Linked DNA regions of Gasterosteus aculeatus: region 1 is linked to region 2. The links are chromatin contacts, called in public Hi-C maps. All regions are on one chromosome and are shown on one strand. The core of a region is the stretch at or near the end of the contact, and the rest is flanking DNA. Distances in the headings are between cores, read along the strand shown. Region 1 holds the start of pitx2 (paired-like homeodomain 2). Region 2 has its middle 48 kb from the start of LOC120817577.

Region 1 (6,356 bases), core at 3,658-6,157, 91 kb before region 2:
GGGGGGGGGGGGCACGCACACGCCAATTACGGAAAATGACACGGAATATCGATTATGTTCCGGCCTCCTTTTTTTTTTTTTTTTAATTCCATGACCCAAGCGGCCACTTCCCGTCTCCACGCGGCGGGCGCGCATCCAGCGCAGCACATTTGGACTTGGCGCTGTTAAGAAGTTGCGGGTCTAATCCCGTGAAAGGCCCCGATATATAAATACCAGCAGACACGCGCGCACTCCGATGGACGCGAGAGACTTTATTAAGACGCGGGGAGCCAATCGCTCCTCATACAGAGCAACAGAACCTTGTTTGGATCGTCCCAATCAACATGATGCACAATCACTCGCGTGTTTTAGGATTATTACGGTATTGTATTGGATACACGGTAAAACCACAAGCAGCTTTAAATATTAAGTCTTCATATAATAACAAATAATAATATTGCGTATTAGGTACCCTTGATTCAAAAAAAGAAAATGTTTTACGGCTTGTATTTGATAAAAAAAAAAACAGAAAGAAACCAATAAGCCCCACGTGTTGTTTAACAGCGAACAGTCTTTTGCTCCTTTTTTTTTCTTCCCGCCGTGTTGTAATACCAAATTTGAAGTGGATTATCGGTTTCCTCTTCATTTCTACCTTCTGAATGCTTTATCTCTCTTCTGCGGATTACTGCGTGCAATGGGCCTCCGCCATTGAGGGCCATTAATTAGCAATTCAGTCAATACAGGGGGAGACGACAAGGCTTTTTTTTTTACATAGGATTAAGGAGAAATCAGATTACTCCATTAGTATATTCCTCCTCACGGATGGGCTTTCATTATACATTTCGTTTTCCCCGGAGTCAATCCAACAAGCACTGAATATATTACAGCAAAACAGGCGCTGGCGCGTCTATATTTGCAAATTCGGACCCCCCCCCCCTCCCGTGTGATTTATTTATTTTTTGTTATTTTAGTTATCCTATTATTCTTAATCGATGGCCGTCCACACGGTGCAACCCCCCCCCCCCCTTCCCCGCCACATATTGCCCCATCAGTGTCGGCTAAATGAGACGGAATGAGAGTTATTGGTTATTCGTTTAGGAGCCTAACCAGACCTGGTGTCTTTTCACCGCATCGTTGGACAATCATTAATAAATCCCCGACTTTCACCAACAAGGGATTTGAGCCTTTCCGTCGTCTCGAGGCGTGTTTTATTCCTATGTGTTATTTAGGAAAATATGTTTGTCCTCAATGCGAATGGAATCACGGTTAATAAAATAGGATTTTTAAGTTGCACGACAATGATCTTTTTTGGCCGAATGGCAGCTATTTTATAAAGTAAAGAACATGATAAAAACCCATCTTCTAATTACAGCAAATGATGAATCCTGTGACGTGAGAAGTGCAGATCCACGCTGGACCAGCAGGTGTCGCTCTAAGACAGCAAACACGCAAACGGCTCCTCCACGCCGACCCACAAAAAGGCCGAGTAGCTCACACTGATGTGTTGGAACAAACCCGTGACATCTATTACAAAAAGTCCGTCTAAAGTCGACAGTTTTATCTGTTGAAAATCTGAGGAACACAATAAAAAATTGTTTCCGAGAAATCAACGTAAATTTGCCTTTTTAATTACCGAACTTGTTTCTGCGACATCTCATCAAAGTGGAAGTCCGTAACAATTGGCTCACGACGACGTCAGTGCTGTTCACTTGTTTGTTCTAATTAAATCGTGATTTAAGATGAAGACATCCGTCTCGGTCCACCGTTTTCAATTTAACATGAAGTAAATTAAAACAAGATATCGAGCTGTACAATACACATCTATTCTGTTTGAGAGAGCAGCACACACAAGCCGTCAGCCTGACCCACAGTTGTATGAACGTCGAATGGAAGACAATAGAAACTTATTTACAATTCTCATATTAATAGTCGATCTAAAATAATCCTTCATGATGTCATCATTTGGGTGATGCGTGTGCGGCAGCGGTGATGGATGATGCACTCACCTATTTGCGCGCAGGTGGTGGCCAGTTTGCGGCAGTGGGAATCCATTATGGCCGTTTAAAGAAAAACGCTTCTGTAGAAACAGAGAAAAAAGGGTCACGATTAGTATTTAATTGCTCAAATAACCTGCCGTGTGCTCCACTGGCATCCGAGTCTCCTTCTGAACTCAAATGTAAAAAGTGCGTGCGAGAAGGACACGTCCTGTACAAGAGCAAAAAGCTGGTGGTCTTGAGGAAAATATTTCAAATGCAAAAAAATAAAATAAAATACCGATATTTGACTTGTTCGAGCAAATGGTTGAAAATGAAATAGAACATTAGGATCTGAGCCTTTGCCGCATTTTAACACGTTTATTTTTCATTCTAGGATGATTGTGTCGTTGGGGTTGTTTCTTTCTAAAATTGTGATTTAATTCAAATATGATTTTCCCCGTGTTGAGAAATGGGGAGCATCACGTGGCAAACATGCCCGCATTAAAAAAATGGCAACAAGATCATTTCTGACGGGTTTTCTTTCAAGACAAATTATCCAGCAAGATAAATAGTCTGATGCTCGATTTCATAGCATGTCATGTTTTGTTTTATATTTTTCCAAAGTAATACTTTGTGCAGTTTGAATATATAAAACCTTCCCTGTTCTCAATGAGCCGGATCTTGTGTTTTTCCTTTTCTTTTTTTTTCCGGTGGAGGCTGCAGTTGGAAGTGGAATGATTCCGTAGTAAAATCACGGGATTAGAGTCTGATTGAGATGTCTGTCGGTGGGATATTACAAAATTCATTATCGCAGCCCTCATACTACCTCGATATGAAGTTACACAGATGGGGTTTTATTAGTCCAGGCTCGCGCTGTTTGCTTATGATAATTCAAGTCGGGGGGAATTTGCATGCAGTCATGCTGTCAACCATTTCCCCAGTTCTTCTGTTCACCTGCTCTACATCATCTGTGAGGTTGTTGTTTTTTGCCTCCAAATTCAGAAGCTGCCGCATTGGAGGTTAAATTGTACGGCGTGTACCTGCACAGCCTTTCTTCTCCCCGCTCCTCCGTGTCCCCGCTGCAAAATGAAATAGTGGGGGTCAAGGCTGTGAGGTCTGAGGTCATTTACATGCGACTCTGTTATCTAATCAGTGGGATGTAACCATGGCTCCTTCCGTTATTTCAGTGCCTGGCAGCACCGTTGCCTGTAAAAAATATTTGTGATATTTATTCATTTTATTGTATCTTATTTTACTGTTAAAAAATATGTGGATACCTTTTATTTCACAAATTATATGTTTAATTTTTTTTACCGTTGTGGCTGGATACCTTCTTTTACAGGAGGTACAGGTACAGGAAATGCACATTTAGAAAATATTACAAGATGTGTGATACATGTTTACATTTTTGCCAAAGGAATGGATATTATTGCACAAATCTCGTCAAATAATATGGGTAAAAAATGTTAGTGTGATATTTATTTATTCTATTTATTTATTCTATTTAGCCCATTCAGTAATCATATTAATATTAAAACGTTTCCAATGATCTTGTGGTTTCGTCGTAATTAAATATTGTAAATATAAGAAAATAAATAGCACTGTGTGCAGTAAAAGATGCCGCTGCGTTAATATCCGGATTGCTTCCATTAATCCCGTTCAGACGACCGTTCGCAACTCACGGACGCGCGCCAGCAGCGGTGGGTGTGCGCGAGGGTCGCACGTGCGCGGGCGGACAGAAAGCTGGCGTCGCCTCGCGGCGGCTTCACGTGGAAATCAACGCAGCGGAGCACGAGACTGCGGCCTTACCGTGAGATGGAGCGACTAACCTCCACCACATGGTCCTGTATCAACTGAAGGCGTGAGACCGTGAACGCCGCATCCACCGCCCCCCCCCCCCCCCCCTCTCCACACGCACACTACGTTTTTCTTCCAAATATTGCAGGAAAGGAGGAAAACTTCTTAACTTTTTTTTCACCAATAGGATCATTTAAATTTGAGCTGCGCAGCAGTTTAAAAGCGTTGTTTTATTTTTTTTTTATTGAAATGGCCATTTTAGAAACCAACGCGCGACAGGACGCGATTCCCGAAACGTTGAATTTCTCTGACACTTTAATCGATGTTTAACACTTTAATCCCACCAGCCGAAGCTGCAGCCCGGTGCTCCGGTGTGGTTTACCCGACTTCTTTTTCATTTCCACGCACTCCATCACCTCTAACGATGCATCATTAGCGTCCGCCGAGCCGGGAGCCGAACCCTGCCCCTCACGCATCACTTCTTCCACCAGTTTGAAGCCGACTCATACCCCCCCCCCCCCCCCCCTCCTCCCCGAAAAACAGGACAAAACTAAACACATCTCAGTTTCCATGAATGTTTGTGAGCACCTTGTCCCCCCCCCCCCCCCGGATGCACTTACCAGCTGCGGACACCGGTTGGGCTTTGGCTCTCCCTGCCGTTGCCGTCTCACTCGTGGCGGAGGGATAAATTCCACCGTCCGGACGCGCTCGGGCACCAGCGGTTGTGTCTTAACAGTGACGACCACAGAGGTCCCAAGTAAGTTTCTGTCCCGCAACGAGAGCCTCCCGTGGATGTGGCTCCCTCGCCCCCCTCCTTCCCTGCTACGGTATCTCGACAAACCGAGAAAAGAAGAGAGGCGCAGCGCGACCTTTTAGGATAGTTTCACGTTATGCGCATAAATAACCATCTGTTCGCGGCGGCGGAGGAGGCGCGTTCATCCGAGTGTCTCCTTGGTTCGTCCTCTTCTGTCTCCCTCAACTTTCCCCCCCTCGAAAGACGCTCCAGCAGTGGCGCATTTTTTTTTTCCCTTCCTTCTTTTGAGCTCAGAGAGGGACCCCGCGTGCGTGCGTGCGTCTGTGCGCGCGCCTCGTTTTTAAAAGGGGTGTGTGTGTGTGTGTGTGTGTGTGTCTGTGCAATCGGCGCAGAGGGCAAACTTGGAGCCCTCAGAACTTCCAACAACAGTCAAACAAAGGCGCGGGGTGGCAGTTACACGCGTGTGCGATTAAACACACAACAAAACCCGCTGAGCCGGTCAGCCGCGGTGCGTTCACGGTAACGTTGCGCCATTTGAGATGCAGGCGTGCAAAACGCGCGCTACACCCGCACACACTGCGCAATGGTTCGTTCGACGAACCGCAACCTGCAATTTACAACAAACAACTTGGCTGCTTATTATCTAAACTGTGCGCGCGCTAAATAAACAACCGCAACCCGGCATGTATGACACTTACGGGAGTTTATTTAAAGAAATACAGTATTTAAAGTCACAGATACGGATTCCAGCCTATTGTACTACTAGGAAATTAGAGACTAATTAGTACTTTAACAAGGCCATGGTCTGACCATTATAGGCAATGATTATAACATAATTTAGCACATTTAAAACGTAATATTTGGAGCATCGAAAGGAAAAAACAAACGTATTTAAATGAGGCCCCTCCAGGGCCTGACACAGCGCGCTCGGCTGGCGGATTTACGTGCAGATGAAGTGAACAGCTGGCTCGGATGCAAATGTTCTTTATAGATCCATTTTGTTGGATACAGCTTGATTCCCCCCCCCGTTCGCATCCCAAGTGAGAAGAAGCCGAGCGGACGCAGGGCGCGCGTTCCCCGCGCCTAATCCGTCTTTTACATTTTTAGTCATACTCCCATTAAAGCGGCAATTAATGCGCCCATCCACACGGGAATATCCAGGCAAAAGGGGACACTGAAGCAAAACAAGCGCACCCTGCGCCGCTCCATCCCCCGGACACAATTTAACCAGGAATGGTTTGAATCCCACGAAGCGACAAATGCTGACGGAGGAGGAATTAAAAGAAGCGGTTTTAAATAGCGGGTTGGATGTGGTGTAAAAGGCCCAATAAGGCCTCGTTTTAGTCATTTCGCACGTGCGTCAACACACGTGCGGGCAGAAAGAAGAGCTTCCGGAAATATAAATAATTCTAAATAAAATGTTCATACTGTGATATGCAAAAAGCAAGCAAAGAAGCGCACAAATACCCCCCCCCACCCCTTTTATTGTGCAAGCCCTCAAAATCACGCCCCGCCCGCAGGGAAGAGGAGGCTGAGCGCGCGTCTGGAGACGCGCGATGGCTCGGCGGTGTTCACCTCCTCACACAAAGAAAAAAGCAAAGCCGCAGCGGAGCGGCGGCGCGTTCTCACGCGGGGAGGTGCGCAGGAATGCCCGAAAGTTCAGAGCAGGCTGGCGGGGATGAAATCTTTCGCCTCGGGGGCGAAGCGGCGGCTTCGTTTCATTTCAAGCGCGTATCGATTCGCCGTTGTCATCTTTGGCGACGCAGAAGGACACTTGAAAGCATTTGTGATGTGAGAAACGGGGTGACCTGCTCCGCTGACGTTCTCTCCTGATTGTTAACGAGCACAGC
Region 2 (6,332 bases), core at 1,975-4,474:
CGGGCGGACTGCTGCAGCGGTGAGCCGCTTTTTAATTGATATACAGGCCCGGATCGCGTCGGGCGTTCTGGGCCTTGATCCGCCGCATCTGACGTGGGCCTTTTTTGGCTCGTGAGTCGGTTGGATTACGGCTTGCACGACATTTGATCCCGTGTGCTTGAATACACCGAAAATACTGATAGGAACGTGAAGAACAGTGGGTGACAATTCTCACACACGCTCCATTTACATGCCGAGATCGGCTTCGAATGCACTGTTGCGTTCATTTGACGTGCTCCTTTAATACCAGACACCCATCCCCGCCAATGCTCTTTTTCGCTATGCACCATTCCATGCATGTGCACGCCACAGAAGGCTGTGCTGCGCATCCCAAAGACACACAACTCAGCAGAGCTCTGCTAACAACCTCCACACCCGTGAGCCCTCCGTACAGTCGCCTTGTTGTGCTGTAGCTTATGTGCTTACGCCACCGCTGATAATAGCCATTATTCCCAGGAACACCAACCACGCGACATGACCCTGCGCAGTCTAATGAAGTCCCTAATTTAATATGCCGCCGTGCTTTTGGTGGCAATAGATTCTGAATGTAATCTGGGCCCGAGCTGATTAGGCCTATTAAGTGGTAATGGGGCGAGGGGCACTTAGCCCGCGTGGAGGTTAAGCACCTTTATCTCAGGCGTGGCTGCTCTTTTGTTGTGCTGTTGTTAAGCTGATTGCGCGTAGCCGCCATCTGGCTGCTTGTGTGGTCCTCGTCTTCAGTCAGGTTCCGCGGACGTGTCTTTCTGCAACACTATTATATTCGCGCGCGTTTAAGAACGAGGACACTTTGAAGTGCGCTCGCGCAAAAGATTTGGGAAAAGCTGCGTTTCCATCCGATTTTTTTTTTACAAAACCCCCTTTGTTAGTTGTTGTTGTTGTGAAGAATAACTGCACAGTAAAAAGTTAAACCTAAAGCAAATTACAATTGAGTGTTATTAATCATATTAAAATCTGTGTGACAAGTGATCATTTAAAGGGTCATTTATTTAGACTTTAAATAAAACCATCTCTTTAAAGAATTGCGTGTGCTCGAAACCTCCCGAATGGCCTTTGGAGTCGCGCTGAAAAAGCAGAATGAGCTTTTTCTTTTAGGCGTCTTTTGACGTGTGACTGATCCGCCGACCGACAGAAGGCATTCCTCACTCCGTCGCTCGCTGCCACGGCACGTCCCCCCCTCCCCCACTCCCCCACTCCCCCGCGAGGCCCCGACGCGTCCCTGGCACGCACGGAGGACGCGCGGCGCGGCGCTAACAGAAGAATGCAGCGACCCCGCGGTGTCGAAGACGCGCGGCGGGAAAAAGGCGAACGCATAGAGGGGGGGGGGGGAGGCTTGGAAGCTGCGATCCGATACGTCTCAATTAGAGCGTCTTTTCTCGCAGTGGTACCTGCTTCGGTCGGACGTCCGCGCGCCGACGTCCAAAGCCGCGAGGCCTGTTTTTCACGCTGCCTGTGGAGTGGAGGTATTTCTCCTTTTGGAAGAACTTTCACCGTAGGCCCGGATTCTTTACGGCGTTTTCACAGAACGAGGGGAATCTGGTCAAGTTGCAACGCTACGGGATGTTTTACCACATTTAACAACAAGTCCATTTTCATTTGAAGCTTTTCAAATATTTCTGTGAATGCGTGAAACGCTGAATGAGTGAACTCACCAATAAATGCGCTCGTCTTTTTTATTGACAAGCGTTTTTTTTGTTTCATTTTATTTTATTTCGGGATGGTGTTTTATCTATTTGTCTTTTACAGGAATGTGTTTGCTATTAGGGATCCAACTGTGGACGTGCAGAGAAAAGGCAGAATGATCTCCAGCAGGTACCACGCGCCATCTACTGGAGCCCGAAGCGGCTCCATCCTTCAACAAGCTGCTGCAGCACAAAGCTGCGTTTCACATATACGGTGAATTTAAACCATATGGAAGACCTACATGTTTCGAGACTGCTGCTTAAATTCATTAAGTACAAAATAAAAAATGGCTTTTTTTAGAATAAAATAAAATGATGGTACTGGTTTCTTTTATCATTGAGGCAAATTGAAAAAAAAGGGAGAAAAATGTATAGTTGATTAAAAAATTAAATGATGTATTTGTACAAATAATTCATATTATAGTGTATTTTGGAATTAAAACATATATAGTAGTGGAAAATGTATATTTTGAAATGACAGTAAATCAGCATTTTACACTTAATTATTGGAAAATCTATTATGCCGAGAACTCAAACCAAAATGACCGAACAGAGAAAAAAAAAGTTTGTTCGTGCAAGTAAAGTCAAACAAAAACCACACAGTTTCCAGTTGAATTCTGCTCAGAAGTCAATCAGTTTCCCTCGTAGCCTCATAAGATGAGGCTGAGAGCACAGACACGGAGCAGCTGAGCACCATCCCGTCTGTGACTCCAGCATGTGACCTGCCGCCCCGCGGCCTGTCTACCCAGATGGCCACTTTCCTCTCCTCGGCCCCCCCTCCATCCCCTCACAGCTGAGCCGGCCCCCCCGAGGGCCACGGGGGGCCGATCCACCGACAGCTCGCCGAGCCCGCCGCTAACCAGCGAGCCCAACGCCGAGCCGGGCCCGAGTTGCGTGCGGCTCGGTGGGCTGAGGGACTAAACGATGTGTTGGTGAGTTGTGGTGTGTTTTCACCAGAGGGATCTCGACGGCAATGTAATCTCGCACTTAAACTGCTGAAGGCTGTTTGTATTCTGACAACAGGTACGTAGAAAGGATCACACAGAAGAATTGAGGACTGGAAAAGCCTTCTCGTCATCGTCGTGATCTTCATCTCCCTGAATTCGCAGAGTCAACCCGTCGATGTGAACATCGACCTCGTGCAGCCTGACACGTAGTATGTCCACCGTATCAACGTTATTTCTGTGTCGATATCGCCAACATAATGAAGCAGGTGTGCAGGAGCTTCTCTGTGAAGTGACTGCGGCGAGGAGGAGGCCTGCCGGCCTTCAGGTGGGCGTCCTCGTTACGTAGGACGCCGCGGGCCACGCCCCCCCCGCCGCCGACGTGGAACATCTCCTCCGGGCCGCGTTTTTATCGTTTCTGGACTTAAGTGTAGGCCACTTAACTATGTAAGCTTCCGTAGTGATCATCCCATTTATCTGGGATTATTGCAGTGAATTTACTGTTTGGTCTTCTTCCAGGCCTAAAATGTCAAGTCCAAAGTCATGTATGCAGTAGCTTTATTCCGTAAGACCTTCGCAGATCCATCCAAAGCTGATAGCAGTTGATCTTTGGATAGAGCATGAAATAAATAAATCCTCTTTAGCAGATCAATATTCATCCCATTTAATGCTGGATGTGAAACTGCTGGATTTGAGGTGGTAATGCTGATGTACAGCTAATCGTTGGAAAATAAGCAGCGGGGCTTTGTGATTCTCCAGCAGATAGTTTAAACAGGAAGCCGGATGAGTAAAGGCCGATTGTCTGGGCAGTGAACAACCTGGTAGTGATTACTTGTAATTTATACCTTCCAATTAATACGCAGAAGGTCTGTTGTGGGAAGGAGGGCGGGTTAAGTGTAAGGACTCGTGTTGATGAGTGTTATCGAAGCAGGAAAATGAGCCGGTGACACACTTCCTGCTGCAGCTTCACAGTAACGACATTGTAGACTAATGATATTAGTTGACACCTCTTGCATAAATAGAGAGAGAGGGGAGGGAAACCGATACTGCGGACGGATCTGGTGTTTCTTTATTATTATTCCCCCTTGTGTGTGTTTCACTGTGTGAAGAGCAGGACAGAGGACACGACCTGTGGTTGGATTAGATTCTGGCATGAAGGAGGAACCCTTCCTCCATGTGTAAATTCACTCTGGGGGTCCCGACTGTCACAGTCTGTCACAGGTGCTTTAGTGCTGTTACCGCTGTAACTCCGGACGAGTCGGGGCGGATGAGTCCGCTGCGCGCAGCGCGAGGCCGGGTTCCCAGGGCGTAAAATACGCTGAAGCGTCGAGAAGAACTTGACCGGTGTGATTTACGTCTGAACTCTGTTCCCCGTTGGGAGGAGGCCCCGCCCACACGGGCCTGCAGCCCTTCAACGATTTGCTTCACCCGGAGCTGCTGTGAATTGAAGGCTGCGTAGCGGCTGGGGACAGTCCCCTGTCCACGACGTTAGCCCCATTCGATGGACCCTCCAAAGATGTGCTCTTTGTAGTCAACAAATTAACGGGGGGAATAATTAGGGGGACAATGGACGTCCCGAGACCAATGATTTTGTAGATTTTCCCCAAGAAACACTCAAACCTCCACAGCTCTTGTTCTCTACCTTCTTATTCATGCCAAAACAAACGTGCAGTGTCATGATACAACTCCAACAGGATAGTAATAAATATATATATATATATATATATATATATACACTCGTTACACACCAAAGACACAAGTTCTTCCTGTAGAAGATCAGACTGACATGTGGCATGATGATAAGGCCAGTTTAAAAAACGTAACTATTATCGTTGCTAAATGAACAACATGTAATGGTAATCTTTCTGAAAGTGGGACGATTTGGTCATTCAAATATGTCGGGAAAAAGGGAATGCTGGGCACATGCAAAGTGGCAGTTCAATGATGTGCTGGAAACCAGAGATCCCAGTGTAAAAGGGGGCTGTGGGGGGGGGGGGTGGGGGGCGCTGAGGAGAAAAGTAAAGCTACGGAGCCGGGATGTTTACCAAGGATTTCTGGCTCAAGAAGCTGGAGGGCTGTGAGAGAAAAGAAGAAAGGAAAGACGAAAGAGGAAGAAGCCTGAAAAAAAAAGAAGATTTTTGGCATTTCTGACTTCTCCTCAACAAACAGCCCGGGGTCTAAGAGTCTCATTTAAATAAACAAAACCGAGGGGGTTGGATCAATTTGTGGACAATAAGCTTTGCCTCTGGGCCCCCGCGCTCTGACAAGCCTCGAAAGTGGCGCCGGACTGCGTCTCGCTGAGTCAGAGGGAGAAATCCCATCCTTCAACAAGTCGTCGTGAAGCAATGTTCGCAGGCTTCACCGGTGGCCTCGTCCGCCTCCGCGAAACTTTGAAGTCAGAGGAAGCCGACCCCCCCCGGCGGCAGAGAAAGGCAAAGCTTCAACGGCCAAAATGGCTGCTTGCCACGAAGGGTGCAGGAGGGAGCGACAGGAGGGAGCGACCGGAAGGGAGCGGCCCGAGGGAGCGCTACACCAAGCAGCGCTCGGCCGTGTCGAGTGAAGCCTGGACTAAAATCAGATGTTGGATTTAAACTGACAAGAGCACCTGCAGGCGGCAGCATCCCGCTCCCTGTCCCTTAAGGTCATGACCTTTTGTTCAGATATGAATGAGGGGGCTTGGTCAGGTCCCCCCCCACCCCGGGTGGTACCTTTGACAGCACCACACCGGTACAAGAGCTAAGCCAGTAGTCTGGAATCTGGTAGTTTACCGTATACAACCAGCAGAGGGAGACCACAGCCCTGAAACGCTGGAAAGAAGCAGTGGCCGTCGGTTTAAAACGTCCACGAAGATTGCAATGAATCGTGTTTTCTGCACAGACGTTAACGGATTTTGAGGTGTTTCTAATATGCATCCAAAGAATTGCTTCTGTTCCTTAAGACACAAATTACATTCTGAAACGCTGCTTTGTTGCGTGGTTCTTACCAAAGCTTTTGAGCTTAAAAACAAACAACAAAGCCAGCTAAGAAACACACACCTTTATAGTTTTTCACTCAATATTAACACAGAATGCGGAGATAAGAGGTGCGTGCTGCACAGTTACATTTAAGGGGAGGAAAAAGGGCGTAGTGAATAATTAAGAGACGATTGGTTCCCAGGCATCATCGAACGCGAGCAAATACATTCAAGGTTTTTAGGCCATGAAAAATGAGTTTTAAGTGGTCAGCTGTGATGTGTCGGCTGGACCACTAGAGACTGAACTGCTTCCACCAAACAAACTGTGTTTAAAGCAAAAAATAAACCCTAAACCTTCCTTTTAATACTAAAATATTACTAGCTGATACCTACAGAATTACCTCCTGGAGCTCGGTGACGTGAGGGAGATCACGTGGCTGCACATATAAATATATATATATATATATATGAAGGAAAAAAGGAAGCGGAAATGTGTTGTGTACAATGTTGGATTGTAAAGGATTACAGCTAATGTATGAGGAGACCAGCTAGTTGTTTATATGCTGATTCATGCTACACATGCATGCACTATGATGTTAATGGGATTCTTATACATCAGATGTGTTATTTTCTGCAGAATCTGTTGGTTCAGTGCAACCAATCACTAAGTTAAACCTGAGGCAGTAGGTGCTATTAGTTTCAGAAGCATGTGGATCA

Evidence for each region. Hi-C and Micro-C count contacts between places; a contact is called where the count stands out from the background.
Region 1: a contact with region 2 is called in a Hi-C map of liver, with 4 times the contacts expected there. The contact joins the promoter of pitx2 here to the enhancer-like site in region 2. A contact is called at or near these places in 5 of 6 Hi-C or Micro-C datasets (liver, skeletal muscle, tail fin and 1 more).

The regions. Positions count from the first base shown.
Region 1 is chr4:1,958,875-1,965,230 of fGasAcu3.hap1.1, reverse strand. pitx2 (paired-like homeodomain 2) reads right to left here and starts at 4,907. Exons shown (of 4, transcript XM_040175042.2): 1 at 4,373-4,907; 2 at 1,986-2,056. The coding sequence starts at 2,031.
Region 2 is chr4:1,866,058-1,872,389 of fGasAcu3.hap1.1, reverse strand. No RefSeq gene overlaps it. Among protein-coding and RNA genes, the nearest start is that of LOC120817577, 48 kb to the right of the region's middle. Within about 2 kb of position 3,224, at least 1 of the 9 cell types and tissues checked has open chromatin away from gene starts, as enhancers often do. A contact at or near this core is called in liver, where this site is marked.